2 separate regions of the Mus musculus genome follow, and region 1 is linked to region 2. The links are chromatin contacts, called in public promoter capture Hi-C maps. All regions are on one chromosome and are shown on one strand. Each heading gives the region's core, a stretch centred on a gene start, on an enhancer-like site or on the middle of the called end of the contact. The rest is flanking DNA. Distances are from core to core; before and after follow the strand shown.

The links. Promoter capture Hi-C pulls out the DNA fragments that hold promoters and counts their contacts.
Region 1: a contact with region 2 is called in a promoter capture Hi-C map of embryonic stem cells, with 2.2 times the contacts expected there. The contact joins the promoter of Trmt6 here to the promoter of AU019990 in region 2. A contact is called at or near these places in 13 of 39 promoter capture datasets (the 3T3-L1 cell line, the C10 cell line, the HPC-7 cell line and 9 more), 2 of 484 Hi-C or Micro-C datasets (pre-B cells and pre-pro-B cells), 5 of 115 datasets of contacts at active chromatin or transcription factors (embryonic stem cells, large pre-B cells and memory CD8 T cells) and 3 of 9 other capture datasets (adipose tissue, liver and pancreatic islet).

Annotation. Positions count from the first base shown.
Region 1 is chr2:132,814,544-132,821,791 of GRCm38.p6, reverse strand. It overlaps Trmt6 (tRNA methyltransferase 6), which reads left to right and starts at 5,738. Exons shown (of 11, transcript NM_175113.3): 1 at 5,738-5,988. The coding sequence starts at 5,858. Mcm8 (minichromosome maintenance 8 homologous recombination repair factor) reads right to left here and starts at 5,651. Exons shown (of 19, transcript NM_001291054.1): 1 at 5,327-5,651; 2 at 4,547-4,718; 3 at 4,004-4,087; 4 at 2,107-2,189; 5 at 1,664-1,813; 6 at 344-447. The coding sequence starts at 4,694.
Region 2 is chr2:132,592,162-132,600,080 of GRCm38.p6, reverse strand. AU019990 (expressed sequence AU019990) reads right to left here and starts at 1,885. Exons shown (of 6, transcript NR_033468.1): 1 at 1,676-1,885.

The DNA of each region.
Region 1 (7,248 bases), core at 4,489-6,988, 220 kb before region 2:
TACTGCTTGCTTGCTCACACATATGAAATATAGATTTATAGACACACAGACAGAGGACATGAACATAGAAAGTCATGAGAGTTGGGGAGCAAGTCTCAAGGGAGAGAAAAACAAGAGAGGGTAATGGAATCTCTGTGCTATGAAGACAGATGTGGGGACTGTTGGAAGGGAGGAAGGGGGTCCCCCAAACACTGAGAGGGAAATAAGAAGAGTTGGGGGAGGGGTGCCAGGAAAATAAAAACAAAGTAACATTTATATACATATAAAAATGCCACAATGAAACCCACTTGTTGGTACTATAATCAAAAGGTTATTGAGAAAAAAATAGCATCATGTTTCTCACCTTGCATAAATATGTGGTACATTTACCATTGTCTCTCCACCGTTAGACAATCCCTCTTGAGCTTGTAATTCGGCGGCATGCCTTTCAAGGTCCTTAGTTAATACCTTAGTCAAAGATTGAAAAATAAATAGTCTCTTTAAGCAAAATCCTCATAGAACCCAAAGTTTATGAACATCTCAGAAAAGTAAATAAATACTACCCTGATAGTTATTTAAAGGACTAATATTTGGTTCTATTTATTTTATAGTAGATTATTTATTTGACTTGAGATTTTCTTATGCCTGCACCAGAACACTTCATCATCACTACTTACTTACGACTTTTGTCCCACATAAACTTAGCATTAAAAACACAGTCGGAGCTGGGGAGATGCTCAGCAGTTAAGAACACTTGCTGCTCTTGGAAAGGACCAAGGTTCAGTTCCCAGCATGGTGGCTCACAAACTATCCATAAGTCCAGTTCTAGAGGAACCAATGCCCTTTTCTAACTTCTTTGAGCACTAGTCACACATGACATATACATACATATGAACAAAACACTCATACACATAAAATAACATCCCTCTGAGACATTTCACACTGGGTTCCACTAAACAAATTCCATAGGGCCTAAGCCAGAGCAGGAAAGATAGAAAGGAATTGTGCATGTTAGAATAAAGAGATGGTGTGGCTGCCTGACTAGAGAAACAATGGGTGATTGGATGAGGCTGAAGACAAGAAGCAAGATTGCCAGTGCAGGGTTCTAGCAGTACACATGAGTGTGTGGTGATCTGTTTGCTGCACCTGGATATCCTGACTCGCTGCTGTGTCCAGATTGTACCCCCTTAAGACCTATCATAAGCCTACATCTCCCTCTGGCCTTCCCCATTGTGCCCAGCCCCTGAAGGCAGCCACGATGCCCGTCCTGGGACCAGCTGCCCTTTACCTTGAAGCACTTATGTGGGCGCTTCTGTTCCTAAGAACAACCGATACAAGCACAGACCCTACTGTTACTTCCAGTTTACATACGGGACTCAGTGGGGAAATAAGTGATTTCTCCCAATGCCTAACTACACCTGAGTTAAATCCTTTTGCTCCAAGTTCCTAAAACCATGCCTATTTTATATTTACAATCAGATACTTTCTCAAAAAGGAAATACAACATCTGTATCTTTAATGAAATTAAACTAATTCGGGCGACTTGTACATAGGTGAACTTACCACCTCTTAGGGGAAGACTGCAATCCTTAAACTCTAACCAACATCTGTTACCAAATGCTAAGTGCCTTTCAGAAAGTACAAACACTATGATATCTCCTTTTAAAACTTTGCCCAAATTTACCTGATGTATTGCCAGCCCCATACACGCCAGTGTTTTCTCAGGGGCATCTCTTAGTGCGTTTTCTATATCGGGTATCAAGTTAGTTATTTCATCAGCTTTTGTCAGTTCTTTAAAATCCACCAAAATGCTTCCTTTTCTTTCTATTTCATCCTATAAAAGATTAAAATTTAAACATAACAATTGCTTTTTTGAGTCAATTATCATAAGTATCCATTTAGTATACACTTCAGAAAGCATGTAATAGTCAGACAGTAATAGTTCTAAGTTTTATTACATAGTCGTAATATTGTAAATGTATTTACATATACATACTTAACAAACTTTTGAAGTTGGTATTTCTAACACCTCCCCAGCTGCACTGCTCACGCTCACTAGCTCCTCAAACATTGTCCAGTTAGTTGTCACATAATGGTGAACTGCCAAAGTTGGTAGAAAGCTCTTACCTTATCGTATAAGTCGATATGCCTTGTGAAAAATTTCTCAAATGCTTGAATCTTCTCAATAAAGGGAGAGTTATTACTGTAAACTGATCCAACAAGTTCAGCATTAGCACCAAGAGGCACAGATGGAAGCATTTTATACTGCTGAGACAGATCCCTAGAAACCCCAAACATTTTTCTTCCTTGCCTATTCCATGTTATGACTGCATTTGCGTAAATGCTGGTATGAATATTTGAGATTTAAAAAAAAAACTAATGTCTAAATAACCTAAAATATATATAAAACCCCAAATATCTGAGAAGCTTTCTGAGTCTTAGACTCCTCAAACGGTTTATCATTCAAATATCTTATTCAAGTCTAAGAAATGCAAAGCCATATACATGAACAGAGTTAAGACAATCACTATCTTTGTAAAGTAAATTCTACTAGTCCAAACTGCCACTTGCTAATTATTTCCGAAGGATCTGGAGACAGACCAAAGCTTAACTGTAATCTCAAAATTATAATGCTACTTTTTAATATTTTTACAAAGTTGTATAGTATCTTTACATTTCTCTGTCACAGAAAGTCTAATGAAATGCAGCTGGGTCAATTTTAAGCAAAGTATTCTTTGAATTCCATCTTTAATAATCTAAAAATCACTTTACAGTGGTATGAGCTAGCTACCAGGGTGATGATGAAAATGGTGTGGCTGATGTATCCTAAAGGAACAAAGGCTCTCCTATGAAACACACCTATCAAATTAATAGGGAGGGGAAACGAATTCATTCACACAATGAACACTAAAAGTCTGTCACAAGACAGGATCCTTGACTACAAGCACTACAGTACACTGGAGAGGGAAAACCCCCAGCTACAAATAAAGGCAAGAACAAAACCATGCTTCATAAGAGATATGAGAGACGTCAATACCGTAAGAAAACAGAAAACCAACATCTGCACACTTTACAAACATCGAGTGCCATCTAATCCTTGGCAAGAAGCCTATTACTATGTCCTGATGTCTGACTGTCATCTTTGCCCAAATTCCTATTCAATCATTAGTTCAGCCAATTGAGGACACTGGGAGGTCTGGAAGGTTGCAAGAAACTATTCTTGTTTTTCTTTTTTTCTTCTTCTTCTTGTAAGATTTACTTTTATGTGTGTGTGTGTGTGTGTGTGTGTGTGTGTGCGCTCGCGCACGCACACAAGTGCACATGCTTGGGAGAGAGGGAGGTGGAGAGGGAGGAGGGAGGGAGGGAGGGAGAGAGAGAGGGAGAGGGAGAGGGAGAGAGCGGGAGCACATGCCATGCATGTAGGCATCTACAGAGGTCAAAAAGGGTTTCAGAGTGAGTTTCCTTTTGGGAACCAAGGTCAGGCTCTCTAGAAGAACAGTAAGCATGTTTAACTGCTGAGCCATCTCTCCAGCCCCTTGTTCCATGGCATCCCTGCGACTGCACAGGATAGTATAGTTCTAGCCTCCAGGAACATCTGATCTATCCTCAATTACTAGGGACAATCAGCTTCATTCGTCTAAGTTCTCATCACACAGTAGGACGTCTTTCAAAGTGATACAGCACAGCTTTGGAAGGGTGCGATGCAATGAATATGTCACCGTTGTCCTGCCTCTCCCTTTGAGCTCCCACTTCTGATAACCTTGGCATTTCTTGGTTGGTTCTCCCTCAGTCACAGGAATCAGACTGCTGTGTTGAGTCTACCATATACATATCCAATTCCTTGTATGAAATCTTTTGAAACATTCACCAGTTCCTGTTTTCCTGATACATCATATAGCAATAATGCTCAAACAAATGCTTGGAAGAGAGAAAGGCGGCATAGAGCAGGAAGACCAGTGCACAACGGTAACATGAATTGTAGTATCCAAAGATGAATATATAACTTATGGTTCTTAAACTCCACCTTCAGAGAAGTAAAGCTTCCAGCCCTTATACGGGATAAACTGATCCAATGTTGACTGTTGAAGTAACGGTTGTGAGGCTTGTGCTGAAAACGTAGAATACGATGTTAGTAAAAACCAAAGCACTGGCTAGTTTTCCCTCCAACTAGTTTCTCCTTTTACAGGAGTCTATTAATAGACTCCAAATTAGATATTTCAATAAGAATTATAAATATTAACCTTCAGACCTGAAGTCTGAGTTAAACTATCCTGCTATCTACTAGGCATTATTATTAATAGGCATTATCATTATTTCCATTCCTTGTATTTTTTTTTTCTTTTTACATTATGTTGCCTGTGCACACTAGTAGGCCCACACATGCCATAGTGCATATGTGGAGGTCAGAGGGCAGCTTATGGAGTCAGTTTTCTCCTTCCACCATGTAGGTTCCAGGGACCTGAGGGTCCTCACTTGGCAGCAGTCCCCCTTACCTACTCTGGCATCTACCGGCCCTTGAATTGTCTCTTTCCCGAGAGAAAACATATCGATCCCTGCGTGCACGTACCAGAAGCGTGCTTTCCTGAAGCTTCATTCAGGTCAACTCTGTTTTCTCTTTCTCTCCACCTTCCTGAGAAGTTCCCACCACCTCTTCCTCTTTTCCAGCTTTGGAATCTTCCTCGTCCAAAACCTCTGCCTCTATAAGCACCACTCATGTCTTCCACAAGTCAAGAGCACTCCTAAAAAATGTATTAACATAGTAAGGGGGGGATTAATGTACTGTGTTTAAGACCAGCACTTAGGCTTGCAAAGTTCCATGCTGCAGTATAAACCTTATGTGTTGTATAGTTAATTCTTTTAATCTCCATCATGATTAAGGTACACCATAGACATTTATTCAATACCAGTTTTCAACAAACCACCAAGAGAGAAATCAAGGAGTTAACTTGAACCGGTTTTCTGTGTGGAACTAATATTGGGCAGTATTGGCTGAAAATAATCCTCACCAGTACGATACTAGGGAAATAACATAGCCCAATCTTCGCTGTATTACTTTCTGTGGCAGGCTGTCCTAAAACTGTTCCAAAAGAAAGTAACTCCACTTAAAAATTCCTATCCCACAGATACAAACTATTGATAGATTCATACGCTGTGCTGTAATTCATTAGGAGAACCTGTTCTAACCCTAAGAGGTTTTAATAAATAAAAGATTCGCAAGTATGCAAACTAATAATAATCAAGGTTGCTTGTGATAGCCCTGTGATAAAAGCTCAAGTCTTCAGGATCCTCAGGATGAGACATTCCATCGCAACACTACGTTCCACATCGATCCAACAGGATAACATACTGAGAACGGTGGCGATTCCAACATCTACATAGGGAAGCAGCCTGAGAAAAGTCGTACGCAATCCCTGACTCCCCGTCTTCCTCGCGTCCTGCTTTCAGGAGCCCCGGAGCCTGCGACAGAGCCGTAAGCCGTATACACTCTCACGCAGGGCTCCGCGGACACTCCGTCTCCGGAGCCGCCCGGTGCCCGCGTCACTGCGCGCCAGAACGCCAGACGCAGGGCGGGGAAGGCCGAGCACAAGCCCAGAAGGCAAACTCGGACCTCGCTTGAAGTTCTTTTTTGGCGCGTCTATGACGCGCTTCTGCTTAAGGAAGCCACGCGACTAGGGGGCGGGATGAAGTGTAGCCAATCAAAGAGTTCAGAGAGACGGAAGTCGCCAGGCTTCCGGAAGCCGTCCCGAGGTCCGGACCGGAAAGCGGAAGCGGCGTGCAGCACGTGGGGGCGGTGCCGGCGGAGACGCAGGTCCCTCCTGGTCGTGCCGGGCTCCTAGCGGCTGGAGCAAAAACGGAGGTTGAAATTTACCTGGCTTCCATGGAGGCATCAGCTGCGGAGCAGCCGAGCTCACCGCCCCCGCCTCTCGGGGACCACTGCATCCATGACGGTGACTTCGTGGTGCTGAAGCGAGAAGATGTGTTCAAAGCAGTGCAAGTCCAGCGGAGAAAGTGAGTCTGGTTGCTGGCCTTGGGCAGCGCGCACCACCACCCGGATAATCACTCCCTCCTGTGCCCCATTCTTGGCTCTTTGAATCCCGCTCCCCAGCCCTTATTGCTACCACTCAGGTCTTCCTATCACTGAGGCCTTCCCACCGGGATCCTGCCGCATCCTTGGCTTACGGGTACAGTACTCGCCTCTACCTTTCATTCCCCAACTTTCTATTCTACCTTCTGCGCCAAATTCTCTTCCCAAGAATTCCATTCTTGATACTCCCACTCAGGAGGGTGCTTTCCCGAGGATTCTTGGGGGGCGGGGGAAGAGCCTCACTAGTCTTACAGAATTTATCCAACCTTTCACATTCGTATCTCTTATGTCTGACTCTCTTCCCAGCTCCCCACTTTCTTCATAAATCCAACTTCCTCAGTAAGAGAAAAGGGAGATAAGAAAGATCTCTTACACATAGTATGGCTTGCAGGTAGGCAGTCTTATTCTCTGGATCCCAGTGGGAAAAATCTGTCTACTGTAAGAAAAGAGAACTTACTACAAGGTACATGGCCAGCTTAAGCCCAGTATACATACTGGTGCTTGCTGATGGCCCGCTGAAGCAAACACTTTCCTGCCTCCCAAGTGGTGGGATTACAGGTTTGCTTCACCACACTCAGCTTGCTTCATGTTCTGATACAACCATTTGAATGTCCTTTTTATAATGTGTTTTGTTAGATGATCCTTTTTGTTACCAAGGAGACATACTGTATCTTTAGTTCTAAAAGGTACTCTTTTTGTTAATTAGTTTGTTTGATGGGCTACACAGAGAAATCCAGTCTCAAAAAAAAAAAAAAAAACCAACAAAAAAACGACCTAGTATTGTTTTAAGGTGTGTGTGTGTGTGTGTGTGTGTGTGTGTGTGTTTTTGTGGGCTTGAGTATGTGAATTCCTGTGCGCTCAGTGGCCAAATGCTTTGTATTTCCTGGAGTTGGCGTTACAGCCAATTGGGAACCACACAACTTGGGTGCTGGGAACCAAAGTCAGATCCTGTGGAAGAGCAGTAAGTGCTCTCGAGTGCTGGGTCATTTCTCCAGCTCCCTAAAGAGTCAGCTGTAAGCTCTTTTTACTATCCCTGTTCTTAGGAAGCCACGATCCTAATTTTTTGTTTTATTTAGAAAATGACCCACTGAACCCAGCTGCATCCCAAGCCGGACTCCCTATCACCAAAGAGATCATGGCTCTCTGCCACTCTTAATCGTTCCCAGGAAACAGGCAGCTTCATT
Region 2 (7,919 bases), core at 636-3,135:
AAAAATATATATATATATATACACACACACATATATATGTGTGTGTGGTAATTGTTTTCTATTTAGGTCATTTTAAAATGTAGGAAAACTCTTTTAAGGTAAAACTACTTTTTAAAAAATTATCTCATTTTATGTGTATGAGTGTTTTACCTGTATGTATATCTGTGAACCACATATGTGCCTGGTCCCCTGGAGACCAGAAGAGGGGGTCAGATCCCCTAGAACTAGAGTTACAGTTGTGAGCTGCCACGTGGGTGCTGGGAACTGAACTCAGGACCTCTGAAAGAGCAGCCAGTGCTCTTAACCACTGAGCCATCTCTCCAGCCCCCAAAGTAGGAAACTTCTAATCTGTTTATTATCTCCAGAATTAAAGTCTAGTCAGTAGTGATGTGTGTGTGTGTTTAATGTATTAGAGAAGCCTTTTGAAGAGCCTACTCACACAGGCTTAAAATCTACATTAATATATTTTTAAATAGCTCTGATTCTGTCAAAAAGAAAGGTGGGGAGTGGATGGGGAGGAAGACCGAGGAAGGCACTTGTGAGCAGCAGCAGAGCCCTCTAAGGTCTCCCAGCTCTGGAGCATTTATTGACCTTGTATATCTTGCTTTACTTTCCCAACAGTGGAAGCGCTTGGAGCCGCCCGTTCCTACAGGACACCAGTAAAGAAGGCAGGAGCTCAGGATTGGCCAATGTGGCTGACTCACGAAGCATGGAGTGTGGCAAGCTTCCACTGTTGCATAACAAAAGCAGAGCTGTGCTTGGGTCTCATGGCATTTTGTAACTTCTTTCAGAAGTTTACCAGATGCTCCGTGTTAGAGATGGGTCTGATGTAATGTCCCGCAGAAAAACTAAATGGGACAAAAGCCATGGAGTACCACATGTCTGTGGTCACTCAGGAAGCCAAGACAGGAGGATGTCATGGGTTTATGGGCAGCATGGTCTGCAGACCTTGTCCCATAAAACCAAAAAGATAAAGAGGAGGAATTGGGAAGGTGTGGGGGGGGGGGGGGCAGGTAGTAATCAGAAACTCCTATCTTCTATAAAAATAATTCCTCTCACAAAGTAGGGGGGAAAAACAGTCTTGACAGATATAGTCTGGTTAGCTAGGAAAACCTCATACCCAGCAATCTGGCCTTTATGGTGAATTTTTAAATTAAAGGCTGACTAGGTATAGTGGCACACATCTTTAATTCCAGCACTGCACAGGCAGAAGCAGGCAGATCTCTGTGAGTTTGAGGTTAGCCTGATCTACAGTTTGAGTTCTAGACCTGTGAGGGCTACATAGTGAGACCCTGTCCAACAACAACGGGGGGGGGGGGGGGGGGGAGAGGAAGGGAAGGGAAGGGAAAGGAAGGGAAGGGAAGGGAAGGGAAGGGAAGGGACTTTAAATAGTTGAGGCTGAGGGTGTATAGCTCAGTGGGAGAGCATTTGCTGAGGCCTAGGGTTAAGCCTCAGCAACACAAACTCTTAACAACTGTCAATGGTACCAGTGTTCCTTTTGATGTCACAATGTACCTTTTGAATTTCCCACTGAGTCCTGAAGCAGGCCATGAAGGCCATGAAGATGGCAGGAGAAAGCATATATCTCAACTCTCCAATTTCTTCCTTAGAAAAACGACTATAAACAGCTTCCTTCCAGAATTCCTCAAGGACTTGGGAGCCTGGGAACACTGACCTTGTGGGATCTGTTGATTCACGTTCTCAATGCAGAAGTCAGTTCATTTGTGTGGAAACACTCTGCTGACCCAGCTCTGTCCCTCAAAACATGCAGTTTCCTCCTAAGGCCTCTATCTGCCCAGGCACCACTTCATGACTTAATTTCCTGATTCTTTCAGCACTGGGGCTCCAACCTGAGTCCTTGCATATCATAGGCAAGCACTCTACCACTGAGCCACAGCCCTGGCTCTTCAGATTATATTGATGCATACTCTGAGGGTGGTTCTTTGGGGGCTTCCCTGTGAACTAGAACTTCAGGGTCAACTCAGGTCACCTGTGCTTTTCTGAATGCTGGAAACAGGTGAGGCGTGCCAATGCATTCAATTCTGCTGAATACTTGGCTGCTGATCAACATCTAGGCCAAGTGATTTCAGGAGCATAATTATGCCAGGTGTGATGGTACCTGCCTGTGATCCCAACCTCAGGGAGGCAAAAGGATTTGGACTTTCAGGACAATCTGGGCTGCAAGTGAGATGCACACAACACAGAAGCAACCAACAAAGCTAAACAGCATAATTGTTAGATGTGTTGTGTGCTCAGGATGAATGACAAAGGGTCTTGCCATGAGCAGCTGTCCTCCTCATGGACCCTAAATGTCTTCTCAAGGACTAAATGAGCTGCACTGATGTGGCTCTCGAATGTCTGCTTTCCCAGAAATGTTACAATTTCAAAGCGCCAGAATGCAATCTGGAGACTCATTCACACATTCACAGGCATTTAAGTTGAGTTCAGATCTTCCTGTCTTCTTCTAATGTCCATCTCCTGGGACCTGGTCTTAGAGAAAGAGAACACAAGAATAACAATCAACTCTAGTGAGAAACACAGGAAAGGAGGCTTACCATGAGAAAACTCTCCCACTGTCTCCGTGCTCTGCTGAAGACAGCTGTGTCACTGAGAACCCAGCCTACAGCAAAACAGGAACTGGGTAGCCAACTACTTTCACTGAAGGGGTCTCGAGAGCAACCTCCTTTTTTAGCGTCATGTGCTGACGTGCGTTTTCCGAATTAGGATCTGAGTGCAACTGTGAAAGGTCACTTGCAGCAGACTTCCATGCAGGAAAGAGGCATGAGGCTTCCCGGTTTTTGTCAGCCCTAACACGATTCTTAAGACACTCAATTGGCTCAGCTGTAGAAAAAAGAAAGGGGGGGGGGGCGCCTTGGGACTGTGGGATTTACTGTGGTGATAGAAAGAGAAGAGCCAAGTCATTAAGGAACAAAGGAACTGATTTCAGATAGGATGAGCAGGACAGGCTACTCTGAGTAGTAAGCTAAGACTTAAAAGAAGAGAAAAATACATGGGGAGAGTTTCTAGGAAAATGGAACAACGTACGCAGAGACCCTTTGGCTGGCCAAGATTAGTGTTGAAAGCCAAAGACAGTGACACACAATGAGTTTGAGAAGATGGTTAGAATTTTTGGAGCTGGGGGGATACTTCAGTAGTTAACAGCTCTTGCAAAAAAAAAAGACCCAAGATTGACCCCCATTAACCACATCAGTGGCTTACAGATGCCTGTAGCTCCACTCCAGGGATTCCAATGCCTCTGGCCTCTGCGGGCACCAGCACTCATGAACACAGACGTGAGTGAATGCATGTTCATAACTTTTAGAAAGTAAAAATTTAAAAATCCTCACTATGTAGCCCTAGCAGCCTGGAGCTTGCTATGTTGATAAGGCTGGCCTTGAACTCTGTCTCTAGAAACCTTACCTCCAAAACAAAACAAAACAAAACAGGTTGGCCAGAAAAAGAGGCAGGCAGGAATAGAGGTGGACATGTTTGTGGTGGGCTTTGGAGACCGAATAGGCAGCACCTTGGATGTATTGGACTCAGAGGGGGGTGGGGGGAGGAACAAACCCAAGTAGGGCATCTACATGATAGATGGTACTGTTTCGAGACAGGAAAGGCTTAGGGTGGAGCAACAGGTTTGGATGGTAAGGAGCAAGAGCAGGAGGTACTTCTGGGTGTCTGTGGAATCCCTTATGAGAATGTCAACAGGACAGGTTGGATATAGTCATCTCAGGCTGCAGGGAGAGATCAGGGACAGGGACCTAAATGTCAGCACATGGCCTCTGATGACATCAAAGCCAATGAACTGGATAAAATCACACAGAGGATCATAGACATGATCGAAGTGCTCCAGACCCTCAACATTCAGAGGCTGAACAGTGGCCGTAGCAAACAGCCAAGGATACAGCAAACAGTGAGAAAGGGCGTTCCTGGTACCAGGAGAACAACATTTCCAGAAACAGTGGGCGATTGACTGACTGGCATTGGTTAGATGAGAAAACACAAAAGCAGAAACATGCGTGGGATTGGGCAACATAGGTGTCCTTGCTGCCCGTGATGAAAGCAGAGTCACTGAGGCGACAGGGAAAAGCCAGCCAGAGGGAAGTGGAGACAGAATGGAGAGGGCACCCTTCCAAAAGCCCAGACTCAGATGAAAGCCATTTTAAGGCTTTCTGCTTCCCTGCTTGTTGTGTAAGAACAAAGCTCTAAGGTTATTGTCATCTCGCAACCTGGTGTTCCCTTCCTGTTTTGATCACAAAGTCCGCTTTGCTTCAGTTTTCAATTAGGGCTTCCTAGAAAAATCATCTCCTTTGAACCCAGCACGAAGCCTGGCCATGATTGTTCTGCAGAGTTAACACTTAATGATGTTGGCACACGTGAGCTTCCTGGCTAAGTCCTCGTTGTGTGAGGACATCATTCTGGTGCCCCTGATTTCTTGTTAGGGGTTAAAAATATCTTTCCTATCACCATAAAAACCAATTAATATTTCAAGAGAAATCTTCTTCTTGTTGTAACTCAGCCAAGAAATTGCAAAGTGGCCTTTGAAGAGCTTGCTGGCTGCTTCTGTTGCGCATGCAGGAACACCGAGGAAGGAGGAATGGGTATCATCATCCCCTGTTTTTGCTTATCTTCTGCAGCCAAGCCAGGGGCTGAAGACTGGCTGTGTTGTTCTGCTCTGCTTCAAGATCCAGGAATCCTCACTTGCTCTTGACTGACTGCCTTGGGTCTAACTCTATGACCTCATGCTCTTCCCCAGTGTTTTATCTCCTTTGGACTAGCTCAGTCACTCAGCCATCTCTTCCTGTGCCATCTCTTCTCCCTGACTACAGTTGACTTATGTGACTAATAGGACACCGTGGATATGATATGGGATGCCTCATGTCCAGTGACCTTTCCCTGGTTTTCTCTAGATTTTGTACTCTTGGGGAAGACAGCCAAAAGTGAGACAATCTGTTGAGGTTTGCTCTGTTGCTATGTATTGCAGTGCTAAATCCTATACCCAAAAGTCTTAGTGTTTACCAGCTTCTGTTGTGCAAACCTTGTTTCTCGATTTAAAACTATTGCTTAAATAATATGGGCTACAACCAATTACTGGAGGGGTTAGAGGTAGGAAAATTTTAATCCCATTCTTGGGTTTCTACCCTGCCTCGATCATTTAGTTCCCAGAGGTATAACCAGAAAGAAGATTTGAAGCTTCCTTCCAAGGACCAGGATCCATCTTGGGGATGAATCTTCCAACCCTAGTAGAGCTGCATGCCCGGCAGCCATCTTGAATGTAGTCTCCTTCCAGATCTTAAGCCAGAGTAGTTCTTAAACTCCATAGATACAGATCGCTTCACCGACACTGAATTAATGAAACAATGTTATAACCTCGCAGAGAAGTTTGTATATTTTAAGGAGGATTGTTTCACACTCCTGTATGTAACAGGTCCATGTTAGAAAACAGAAAAAGAGATGTGAAGGATCCAAGGCGTAGCTGATGAGCATTGTTGTTTGCTTGCTTGTTTATTTGTTTGGTTTTGAGACAGATTTTCATGGAGCTGGAGCTGGCCTTGAACTCCTGACCCTTCTACCTCTACCTCCTAATTGCTGGACTACCTGTATATGCTGAGTTTACGGGGAAATCATTATTGTGTACATAACTGTTTTGAGTCGTAGAAAAGGGCAGAAAATGCTGACATGAACTTGAGCAGGTCCCAACGCTGCATTAGGATCAAAACATTCCTTAGTTTGTATTTGCCAAAGCTTTTTTCCACCCTACACTTCAAACAAACAAATAAACAAACCTAATCTTTTTTTTAATTTATCTATTTATTTTATGTATATGAGTACACTGTAGCTGTACAGATGGTTGTGAGCCTTCATGTGGTTGTTGGGAATTGAATTTAGGACTCCTGCTCGCTCAGTCCCTGCTCGCTCAGGCCCAAAGATTTGTTTATTATTATATATAAGCACATGTAGCTGTCTTCAGACGCACCAGAAGAGGGCGTCAGATCTCATTACGGGTGGTTGTGAGTCACCATGTAGTTGCTGGGATTTTAATTCAGAGCCATCTCACCAGCCACAAACCCAGTCTTTTATTGAACGAATTACTGTAGCAAATTTAGAATAGCTGCTCCAGGGGAAGCCAGTCACCAGGTGAGTCATCTTTCTTTAGTGCGCCATGCTGTGAGGAAGCCTATGAGGAAAGGAAGGTGAAAGTAGAGGTGTTGGATTGAGAGCTGCCTGCCTGAGCCATGCCCGCTGAGAGTTCACGCATGTGCAAAGAGTCCATCTTGGACTTGTGGTCCAGGCAACGTTGGAGCCTGTCAACTCAATAAGTCCTGAATCCCCAGCTGAGCCTGGTCAGCCCGCAGCACTGAGTGGGATAATGGAATGGTTGTTCGAGACACTACATTTCAGAGTGGTTTGTTCTGCAGCAAAATTAAACTGAGAAATGAAAGAGGGAATTGATCAGAGGAACACTAGGAATCGTTGTAAAGGCTACTGGGCTGCTGTGTGTGATGGAGTTGTTTGTCTGGCTCTGTGACTTTCTTTAGCTTTGTTTTCCAAGGTCAGGGGCAGAGTAAGAGAACAGTAGAGCTTATGCGTGATTTGTATTTTACCATAGGGCATGAAGAGACCGCCAGCACCCAGGGAGTGATGAATAGGCAGTTAATAAAGTCGGGTTTATTTGTTTGCTTCCTAACTAATTTATTTGTAAAATAGGAATTGAACTCATCCTTCCGTCCTCTCCCCATGTAAGGCAAGCATTCCACCACCATTTAGCTACACTCATAGACTGGAGTTGATCTTAAAGGAAAACAAGAGTCCAGAATACAGGTGTGGTTCCTAATGACTGGCCCAGAACAATGTTACCCAAGTAAATTCCTTGTCAAAGGACAATAACCGCAACTATGACCTGCAGGAACACTATAATGACTGATCACAATTGCTTCCTCCTCTTATCTCCCAACCACCTTGATTTATGTATAGTTGTATCTCTTCAACTTAATCACTCAGGCACTTGAGTTATTCCGTGTTTTGAGATGGTGGCATCCATAGGGGCTTTTGAGCATCTTGTAGCCCTTTGCTCCGTGCCAGAGAGGCTTTCAAGGAGAGTACGTAGATGGTTAACGTTAACATTCAAGAAGAAACATCAACTGGTTTTATCATTAACTTTTTCCTTGAACATGAAACAGTCCTGTGTACTTCAAAAACCACCATTGGTCACCATGGTCTTGTAGTTGTTTGTTTTGTTATATGGTGCGGGGGATGGAACCTTGTGCCTAACCACTGAGTTACACCTCTAGGCCTGGTATTCTGTCACTTTGCTGTGCCTTCTTGGTCAGATCAAACCCCTGTCCTTGTTAGTTCTTAGTAAAAACTTAAAGTTATATAATTTAATCTAGGATCTTAAGTCATGATGAGAAAGCTTATTCTTCATGTATCGAAGGATGGGGTACTTTTCTTCAATGTGAGTGAGGTTTCAGCAAGGACCTGAGGCTAACAAAGAGATGTTGTACCTGTGAATGGAGCTGAATAACCCTAGCATGGCCAGGTGGGTGCTACTACTAACAGCTAAGAATTAGCCATTGATTTTCAGAAGACAGGGAAAAGATGCTAGGGTACCAGGATAGTCCCCTGATAGCCACTTTCCTTCCACACACCTCTTTGGAGCTGTTCTAATTGGTAAATAGTCTTGTGGCCCATGTCTCAATCAAGTGAAAGTAGTCTCAATGTTTGCTGAAAATGACAAACTGCATAGTCACCACTCCCAAGCCACAACAACAGCCTGGAGCCATTCAGCTTGATAAGCTGCTATGACTTCCCAGAACCAGAAGAGGAATTTTAACAGCATCTAAGGTTTGCTATGAGAATGTGTTGACTGGAACAGGCTTCGAACAGACATGCTAAGGCAGATGGCCACACAAAGGGTT